Linked DNA regions of Anas platyrhynchos: region 2 is linked to region 1. A link is a contact called in public Hi-C data. All regions are on one chromosome and are shown on one strand. Each heading gives the region's core, a stretch centred on a gene start, on an enhancer-like site or on the middle of the called end of the contact. The rest is flanking DNA. Distances are from core to core; before and after follow the strand shown.

Region 1 (5,073 bases), core at 2,568-5,067:
ATACAGCCAATTCCACTTCCATGCGAATTTTCTCCCCGCTGCCTGTCTGTGACTGGTTTTAATGCTGTTTTGTTTATGCAGCAGAAGATGGCCCTTAGCAAACCGAAGGATCTTGAATGCTCATTTAAAAATTTCCTGGAAGTGAAGGGCTCATATGCCTGAATGCTTGTGGTTTTCAGTATCTTGTTTGTTTGCTTTCCAAACTGACCACTAGTTCTAGTAAGAAATATGATCTCTCTACAAACCTCGCCTTCTTCACTTCAGAGAAAGCATGTTACATAAAAACAGACCTTTTCGAAATTCTTCAAAGTAAGTCTTACAACACCAAGCAAGTCTTACATAGAAGGCAAAAAAGCAATGAGCCTGCCTGCACTACATTGATGAACATCACATTTTGCATTTAAAGATCCTTGAAGGAGCGAAACTAGTATGAGCAGCTTTATTTGTATTCATCTCACTAAATTTTGTTCCCCAAAATTTCAATAATCCTACTCTCTAGTTGGCAATTAAAAAAAATAGATTGTTTAAGGCCTTAAGTAATATGCCGTATTCTTCAAGGAGTCTTGTATCCCAGCACCTCCATTTTCCCAATGTGCAATTAATATTTGTAGATGAGATGGGCTGTTTCTGTCACAGATTTTAAGGGTAGCTGTAATCCTCCTTCAGAGAGATTCTTCCCAGCATGTGCTGGCATAAAGCAAGCCTTCAGTTTCCACAAGAAATTCTGACTTACATTCTTTTCATGGCAGCCAGAAAAGACAATAAAGATACAACAGAGGAAATAAGAAAAAATGGTGCAGTAAGTATACTCTGACTTGGAGGTAAAAATAAATACATTAGTGCTTGTGGTTATAATCTCACCCTTCATATTGGGCTCAGATTCAGAGGCTTTAGATCTCAGGTCTGCCAAGCTTCCTAGATCACTCCATATAAATATTTCATTCTGTGCCTTAGTTGTCTATCTGTAAATTGAGGACAGCAATAGCTACTGTTCTGTGCTTCCATCTTGCTTTTTTTTTTTTCTTATGATTTTCAGATTGTAAAATGGGCTGACTTGCCCCTGTTTTAGCACAGCAGGGTTCTCATCTTTGTTGAAGGCTCTTTGGTGTTATTGCAACACTGAATGTTACCAGCAGGAGCCATATGTGTGAGAGAACGTTAACTTGTTTGTATCAAAAAGTAGAATAAAATGCTTTTAATACAGTAACATACTTGAGAGATTGCACAAAAGCCACTATGTCAATGCTATGTCACTTTTTCCACGTATACACTAGAGAAGGCACCGAATACAAACATCTTCAAGAGTCATACTTGTAGCCTTTATTGTTTGAGCTTACCCCCGTTCCTTTTATTACACATAAACTCTACAACAGCTTCTATTAACAGCACTGGTTTGGGCACGAAAGTTATGTTCGCTATGGAAAAAAAAAAAATGTATCTTTAGTTCACAGATGCCACCTACATCCTGAGTTAAGAACAGTGAAGTTTTTCTAAACTTACTCTTGCATTGTCGTGGCAGGTCATGTGTCTCTTCGAATTCTTGCCCCGAGCAACTGGAAGCAGATATTTGTACAAAGTATTTCTTTTGAGATAAACAAATCAAGTATAATAAAGCTCAGAAAGGGGGAAAAGAGAGAGTCATGCACAAACTCCAATTTTTTCGTTTAAATCAAGGACTGACTGAATACACAGCCAGGCTGTGAATTCATCTTCAGACAGTATAAATTACTGGTTTTGTATAGTCTAGGCCTCCAGGATAAACAGACAATTCTTGAACAATTCAGATCCAAACAAGTCTTCCAGGCTTTTCTGAAGTTACTACATTGTCCTGGGTCAGAGTAATCCTCCTCCCACCACCTCAGCATACGTACACCTACAACACACAGGCATGCAGTGTTGTCAGCAATCGAATGGCACTGAATGAAGCCATTTTACCCCCTGACAACAGAAGCAAGCTTATCCTCAGAGGCATGGATTGAAGATGTTGCCGAGATGCTGGCTGTAAAGCAGGATTCTTTTTGGCTGTTTTCATCATTAAAAATTGTAACTCCACTCCTTCAACAAAGCTTTCTCTATTCTTGCCCTTAGATCAGAAGGGAGTGCCTTTCTAGTGAAGAAAGCAAGAAAGCCAAGGACACAAAATTTTTTCCAGAAGAGCCCACAATAGGACAGAAAATTTTAAGAAATAAAATCAAAACCCACAATGTATGAAAGACCTATTGCTCAATCCGTTCTTCACTGTATAACACCCATTCTCCTATTTATGTATCTATGATAATTATTATTATTATTATTTTTTTAGGTACTCAATATCCACAACTAGTACCACCGAAACATCATCTGTAGGTTGGGAATCCTTTCCCTTGCTTGCCATGAAAGCTTTCCATAAGTTAAGTTTAATAGGGTAAGTTTCATAGTCAAATTATAGTGGGGTGCCTACAGGAAAGGACTGGAAGCCCAAGTAGCTGGGCTCCAGATTTTGTCGAAGCCAAAGCTCTCTCTGTTCAGAAATTATCAGTTTCCACGCCCTACATGAGCAGTGCCTTTGAAAAGATCAGTCTCAGAAAGGAGCAGTATTTTGACAGATATACAGAGTATATACAGAATATTGTGTCATATTCTCTTCCAGGGAAAAGATTATCTTTGGTGTTTGTAAGAGGCCGGCATGCCTTGAAGGCTGCACCCTATTAGCAAGTAATGATCCTACTAGAAACTTCACATTTTGCTTATTCACTGTTGCTGAGGGCTGAATTGAAATTAAAGAGGGTGGGAGTAGCCCTCTGGAAAGGGTTTGGAGCAGGGGTTGGGCAGTCCCTGGGGAAAAAAAACTGGGAGAGGTGCAGCGTGGGGTGCATGCTTGGGTGGATCTATATTGCTCCATCCAGAAGTACTTCAGTGAGGAAAGCCAAGCCCCAGGATGGGGAGATGCAGCTGATAGAGCCACGGGAACTTGGGCATTCATAGAAAGGCTCACAGGAAGGACTCCATCCACCCAGCAAGAAGCTTCGCTCTGAACAACAAAACAAACAGACCTAACAAGTAAACTAATGGGCATACATCCTGGCCTCTTTTTTTCAAAAAGTAAAAGGGATTAAATATTAGAAAAGCAAATGTAAGATTTGATTATACATGGTATTACCTTCTCCTCAATAGCTTTTAGGCTTTTTCACTACATTTACCCTGCAACATTAAATATTTTCTCTTCTCTGTTTACCTGGACTCCCCCTTGTTCTTCAAGGAGTGATTTGTAAAGGCAGCTTACAACAAAGAAGCATAACATTAGTTCGTACTATTTGCTTTATGGTAAAAGAAAATTGATATTCTAGGCAAACAAACAGCCCCCTTGACATTACCAAAAAACAAACAAACAAAAATAAAAGAAACAACAACAAAAGTACCACCAACAAACCATTAGACTGAAACTTAGCCTCATATTATTCACTCAAAACACCACTGCCTGGCACTGAGCACTTGGAAACATCCTGCATCATATTTATGAGAATAGGGAGGTTTTGTTTGTGTTTCCGCTGTACCTCCCCAGCCTCCAAAAGGACACAGTCCAGTCCTTCAACAGTTTGACATCAGCTTTGGTTTTATGCTTCATCTCTTAATGTCAGGGGTTTTTTTTGTTTTTGTTTTTGTTTGGGGGGGAGGGTTGGTTGGTTTGTTTGTTTTTAAGTTTGCAATGAAAGGCATTTCCAGCCTGTTTCCCCCTGCAGTCCCTGCTGGTGCTGGAAGCCAGCCCAGCCTTCTCTTTTGGCCTCCTTCTCCTCCTCGTCCTCCTGCTGAGCCGGGGCCACGGCCAGCCCGCGGCGCTGGGCTCCCCCTGCAGGACCGCGCTCTGCACTGAGACAGGCACTCTTGGAGAAGTTTTGCCTTGACCCCCCTTCTTCTTCTGGCGAGAAAGAGGGGAAAAAAAATAATAAAGCTGAAATTTGAGCAGTGGAGATGGGGGATGTCCTCATCTTGTGTCCGTGGCCAAGCTGCAGCAGCTGGGAATCAACCACCGACCGCAGGTCGCCCAGCGACTTCAAAGTGCCAATGCTGGCAGGTTATGTAATGCCGTAGGACACTTAGCGATTCTGTCAGAAATAAAGTAAATGTTCTGACTTCAGACTTCTGGGGACCTCGGAAAGCAGCATCCAAGGGGTTGATTTCTGCCTCACACAACGGCAGCCGAGCTCCTGCGCTCAAAGCACATGCGCGGCCTTGTCAGCGGCGACAGGCCCGCAGCCAGCCAGGAGCAGAGCTCGCGGTTCCTGCTCTTTTCTTCAAAAACAACACGAAACAACCACCAAACCAGCGCTACCAAATTAATTAGAAAGATTCAATTAAGTTAAATTGGCACACACTGCCAATTTAAGAATCAGTTTTCACCTCTTATTTTCTGTCTTTTTACTTAAGGGACAACACGCTTGTTTTCCTCATTGAAAACGAGTCTGCTGTTTTATTATGATTAAATACTGAAATGCAGCATATTTACAGTTCAATTTATTGTCATACTCAGTCTGGAATTGGCCATTTGGCTGATTAAGTTGTTTCATGCAACAGCACTGTGACATGTACTATTAAGAAACGAGAAATGGCAGATGGACATTTTCAAAGATGCATCAACTTCACAAACAGCATGCTCTGGCTTCGAATATAATCTACTAAAAATGAGTCACAGATTCACAGAATCATCTAGGTTGGAAGAGACCTCCAAGATCACCTAATCTCTTACCTAACACTAACAAGTCCTCCACCAAACCAAGTATCAAGAAGAAGATCTAGGTTCAACATCCTCCATAAAAATGTTGGAGTGCTCGCACCCATGACTTTGTGAAGGAGTTTCCCATTTCCAGCAGTACACTACTTCGTCAAATAATTTTAACAATCACAATTGCCATAATATTTCTGCAAATTTTAACCTGCTTTCACCCTGGTCTGCACACCTCACAGCCTTTCATTTGGGCTCTGGACTAACCGTCATAAGAAAAATGGATCATGCACATACAGCCAAGACTACATCTACACTGAAAAATTAAATGATTTTATGGCATTTAAATTAACTTAAATAGTAAAGAAAATTTA
Region 2 (4,743 bases), core at 355-2,854, 140 kb before region 1:
CGATTTCCATGGCGCAACAACCAGAGATGCTTTGCCATTAACAACTGTTATCACTGAGACCTGTTTGACTGTTTTACTAAGTGCATTGCTTCTGGCTTAGATGAGAATATATTGTTTGTATACAGATCATTTATGTCCACGCACACACACACGCTTCTCCCTGGTAAATCAATATAATTGATCTGGAGAAGGGGTCACAGTTTAAGAGTGTTTAAATTGGTCCGCACAACGCATTCACCTCATCTGCAGTGCACCCCAAAAAAGGATGGGGACTGAGATTTTCAGTGTGCACAACGATTGGGATTTGCTATGGCTTATAACCTATTTTATGATATAACCGAGTGTCTTATTCCCAGCCCCCAGCACCCCAAAACTGTTAGTCAAGTCCCCTCACAACTAGGATAGCCTTAGATCCTATCTTTACAGCATTTCTTTGACCTCTGAGTCAACATGGAGATATTTGTGAACAATTCCAGCAGCGGAAGCTTTCAAGAAGCCACCCAGTTTGCAGTACGGTCTGGAGAACTGGCAGCACTTGGAATAAGAAGCAGATCCAGTCAAGTCTCCTCAGGCCAGCAAAAGTGAGAACAACTGCGGGTATCATCTATTCAGCTCACAGGGAAGCGTCAGGAAGCTCCTCATCGTGCACTTCTCTTCTGACTAATGGCCTGAGCGAGTGCAGACCGTAATCCTCACATCGGAGATGTGAGGCCGGAGACGCAGAGAAAGTCCACAGAGAATCCCGCGGTCTCGGGATGCTTCCTGCAGGTTTGCCATAACCACTTGGCATCAGCCAAAAATGTGAAGTGGAAGGATATTGGGAAGTATCCGCGTGTGATCGCTGCTCTCGGTTGTGTCTTTTGATGTGCCATCACATTCCTCAGCAAACAGCAGCGCTTCCCAACATAGCATCTCAGAGAAAAGAGGGAATTAGGAGAGTGAGCTCCACGCCCAGTGCGAATCGCGTCCCTCCCTGCTGCCTCTGAGAAGCACACCTTTGGGTAAACACCCAGCGAAATGACAACTGGGCTGCAGAAGCTACCAGGCTATTTTTACCAAAGCCGAGCGTTTCATTTTGTGTAAAGGCCATAAAAATTCATAAGCTTCATGCTCTGCGTTTAGAGAGAAAAGCCTGGTAACGCAGCATGCAGACCACATGGTTTCCAACATTACCATGAATGGTCCACGTTCCTCAGCCTTCTGACATGTTCGCGGGGATGGTGTTTACACTGACTCGTTCGTAGTACATCATAGCACATTTTAATGATTCAGTTCAGCTCCGACAAAAGGAAACATCTGCCATAATTTCTTCTTTCGTGAACTTTATCGCGATTAAAAATCTGACGTTTCACCAGCCTGCGTGCCAAGCGAGGAGCACGCCAAGTTCGGCGCTTCCCAATACATACAAATGCGTGCAGCGTGAACAGCTAGTACCAACAGCACTAAGCCGTCACTGCCTTGTCAGTTCCCACCACAAAAGAGAAAAAAGATCACAGTTTGTGGGCAATAATTTCATAATCTTGATCTGGTTTCCATATGACACAGTACAAGAGAGAGAAAGCAAAAAAAAAAGAGAGAGAGAGAGAATGCTTCACAGCTCTGTGTGATGACAGCATTGGATTTCTGTGTCTTGCCCTATTGCAGCCAGAAAAATATTAAAGCAGCATGTCAAAAGTGGTGTAGCTTCTAAAAAAAAAATGATTTCCTAACATCACTTGATGGACAGCACCCTAGCAACGTGAGAGGAAGCTGGAATCCACATCTCCTTCACACAACATGAAGCCAGTCCCACCCAGGGCCACGAGAGTGGCCCGTTTTTGGAAGAGGCAGTGGCATCTCGCACCTCGGTGCCTGCACCCTGCCCCTCTCTGCACCCGTGCAGCACCACCACCGAGCACAACGTCGTCGAGTCCAGCCACCGCACGCTGTCTGGACGCCGCTGCCCTGTAAAATTTGGGCTGCTGGGCCACTTCTGACGAGGACATGGAAGCTCCTGCATCACAAAGGTGCGTTGTCCGCGGCTGTCCAGCAGCGCACAGGCAGGTGCCCTTTGCCAGTGAGAAAGAGGCAGGCCCCAAACAGCTGCACTGGTGTTTTTCTGTCTGCAACAGCAAAAAAGCCAAATTTGCTTGAAATCTCATCAGACACACTGGGAGCTGACAGCTAATGCATCTTACAGGCGGTTGGCTGGTATTTTTGGACGGCAGGCTGCCTTCCAAACTACTTCATCGCATGCTCCCACTCGGTACGGCCGTACATCTGACACTGCAGTGATTCACCAGCAGCCTCTCGGTGTAAGCCCGCTAGCGGGGTACTGTTACACCCCGTTTGGGCGGGACACAACCTCCTGTAGGGCTTTCCTTGTGGAGCAAAATACCTGTTTTCAGGGTGATGGAATAAATGCAGTCTCCTGTGGTGTGTTAGATCGTGCATCCACACGTGTGCCAAAGCTTTAGGAAGCACGTTGACCCGTACTTGATCCACCCGTGACCCGACGGGGGCTGCAAAAGGGCTAATGCTTCACATTTGACAAAATCGTTGTTTTTTTGGTTAAAATCCAAAGCACGGTTTTCACGTGCGACGCCCTGCCACCAAGACCCGCGCCGCGCGTTCGTGCAACCACCTGCAGGCAGCCTTGGCTGCTCACCCCTCTGCTGGGGAGCGAGGGGCAGCTTCACCCGCCGGGAGACAGGCTATTTTTACCACGCTTAGGCCGTGCTGTCACAACAGCAAATCCCAGTGGCAGATTTACCAAAAGCACTAAGGGGATTTGTCCGGGATTGCAGGACGCCCGGCATCCTCATCTGCATAATAGCTCCGAGCAGGCTCCGGGCCATTCACAAGTCCCAGACAGGCGACGGGGGGAGGCTGCGTGGTGGTTCGTGAGCACGGTGTACACGTGGTGTGCGCGGAGCTGGGACGTGTCCGGGATCTGAAGCACGCTCGGGCCACCTGCACACAGCGTCTCGTCCTCCCTGTACGCCAGACTTCACCCAACACCTGCTTATATAGGTCAGAAATGTTACGATGCGTGCCCGCCCCCGCTCCTGCCTGCCTTGCCTGAGCACAGCAGCTCTGGAGGACGACACGTGCGAACTTGCTGTGGCAAAGAGCCGGCCACGGGTCTTTGAAATCAGACCTGGGAGATGAAATAATGTAAAGAAACGGCAATGTGCCTCCTGAGCCTGCTCAGAAGAGCAAAGAACAAGGTTTTAGCACTGTGATGCTAACATCCACTGCTTGGCATATTGGTGCATGAGCAAGAGAAACCACGTCCTGAAGCATCAGCGCGGCACAGGAGCCAATTCTCCTGTTGATGCAGCCTTAACCAAGTGTGGCGCAAACTCGTAATCATCCACACCACGAAGTTCACACCACACAGCAAGAGCTCCCTGCTCCACCTCTGCTCTGGGGTCCTGCTCCCCTCGCTGCCATCGGGACGCACGATGTCCTTGCAGGAGGGAGCCCAGAGCGTCCCCGCCGGTGGCAGGCGAAGGTGGAGAGCTGTTGCCATCCAGTGCTGAGCAAGCACAGCACGGCTGAGCCGCTGCTGGTGCCTCAACAGCCAGACTTCCTGACCTGGAAACTGCATGGCACTGCATCAGCACAGGTTTGCTGAATTCATTAGAAAAGGCACACCCATTACAGCGCTCATCCTGTTGGTATTTTAGCCACATCACGTACCTTCACCTTGCTGTCGCTGTGTGCCGTCTCTGTTTTACACGCAGAAGACGGTAAGAAGGGAATTGCTCCAGCCAAGACCGTGCATGTGAGGAGCACGAATCTGTCACTCAGCCCAAACTGGCTCTCGGCCTGGATCTATCCTTGTTTGGGCAGACTGCTTAGACATTTTGAATGTAAAAGGGCTGGGGCATTTTCCCTTTGTGTCCTCTCACATTTCCTGCTCTCAAAGCACAGGCTGTAACTTTTTGTTCATGGTAGGTGTCTTCCTCAGAGCCAACTTCAGCCTGAATACCTCCAAAAAAGTCAGGAAGGTGTTTTTTTGTTTTGTTTTGTTTTGTTTTTTTAATTTTGTTTTTCACTTTATGAGTCAAGAGCTGTGGTTCCAAGTATTAAATCTCAGAACTTCAAGGGTCTGTTTTTCTGCTTAAAAGAAAGAAAAAAAAGTTTTTTTCTTTCTTTTTTTTTTTTTTAAGTGTGAATTTACTTTACGTAAAGAACTATCATTCCCAGTTTGCAAAATGTTCGTGTTTTACCTTTTCTGCTGTACTTCTTCAGCTAATACCTTACAATTCTGCCTACAATAAAGTGGTTTTAGCTTCTCTCTTGCCTACACGTTTTGCCATCTCTAACACGGCAGCACTGCAACCCATTTGTTTTCTCAGTGCATCTTTCAGCATCACTTGTACTTCACAGTGCAGATGTCTAATGCAGATCGAGGCAGGCACTGCAGTATATTCTGTTCCAAAAGACATCCCCACCTCCTCATTTGTTTTGCAACATGGCTATCAAAGCATTAAGTAAATAACATAATAGTTAGCATATACCCATTGTTTTACATATTCTGAACGGTTTGGTGACGTTACTTAATTTCTTCAAATGCTCCCCCTGCAAAGTAGATACAGAGGCAGTCATTTCACATGGAAGGAAACCGAACAGCAGCTACACGGCAAGTCAATAGCTACACTAAATAATCCAATTGACAGCTCTTACTCGATTTCCAGAGACAGTATTAATCCCGTTTATAAGAAAGAAACAAACAAAACAAAAAAAAGTGCAGAC

The links. Hi-C and Micro-C count contacts between places; a contact is called where the count stands out from the background.
Region 2: a Hi-C map of skeletal muscle shows a contact between it and region 1, with 1.9 times the contacts expected there. The contact joins two enhancer-like sites. A contact is called at or near these places in 2 of 8 Hi-C or Micro-C datasets (skeletal muscle and subcutaneous adipose tissue).

What each region holds. Positions count from the first base shown.
Region 1 is chr2:55,494,520-55,499,592 of IASCAAS_PekinDuck_T2T, reverse strand. All of the region lies in intron 3 of LDLRAD4 (low density lipoprotein receptor class A domain containing 4), which reads right to left. Among named protein-coding and RNA genes, the nearest start is that of LDLRAD4, 110 kb to the right of the region's middle. Within about 2 kb of position 3,817, at least 1 of the 8 cell types and tissues checked has an H3K27ac peak or open chromatin away from gene starts, as enhancers often do. A contact at or near this core is called in subcutaneous adipose tissue, where this site is marked.
Region 2 is chr2:55,634,167-55,638,909 of IASCAAS_PekinDuck_T2T, reverse strand. The region is part of intron 4 of LDLRAD4 (low density lipoprotein receptor class A domain containing 4); the gene reads right to left. Among named protein-coding and RNA genes, the nearest start is that of RNMT, 57 kb to the left of the region's middle. Within about 2 kb of position 1,604, at least 3 of the 8 cell types and tissues checked have an H3K27ac peak or open chromatin away from gene starts, as enhancers often do. A contact at or near this core is called in subcutaneous adipose tissue, where this site is marked.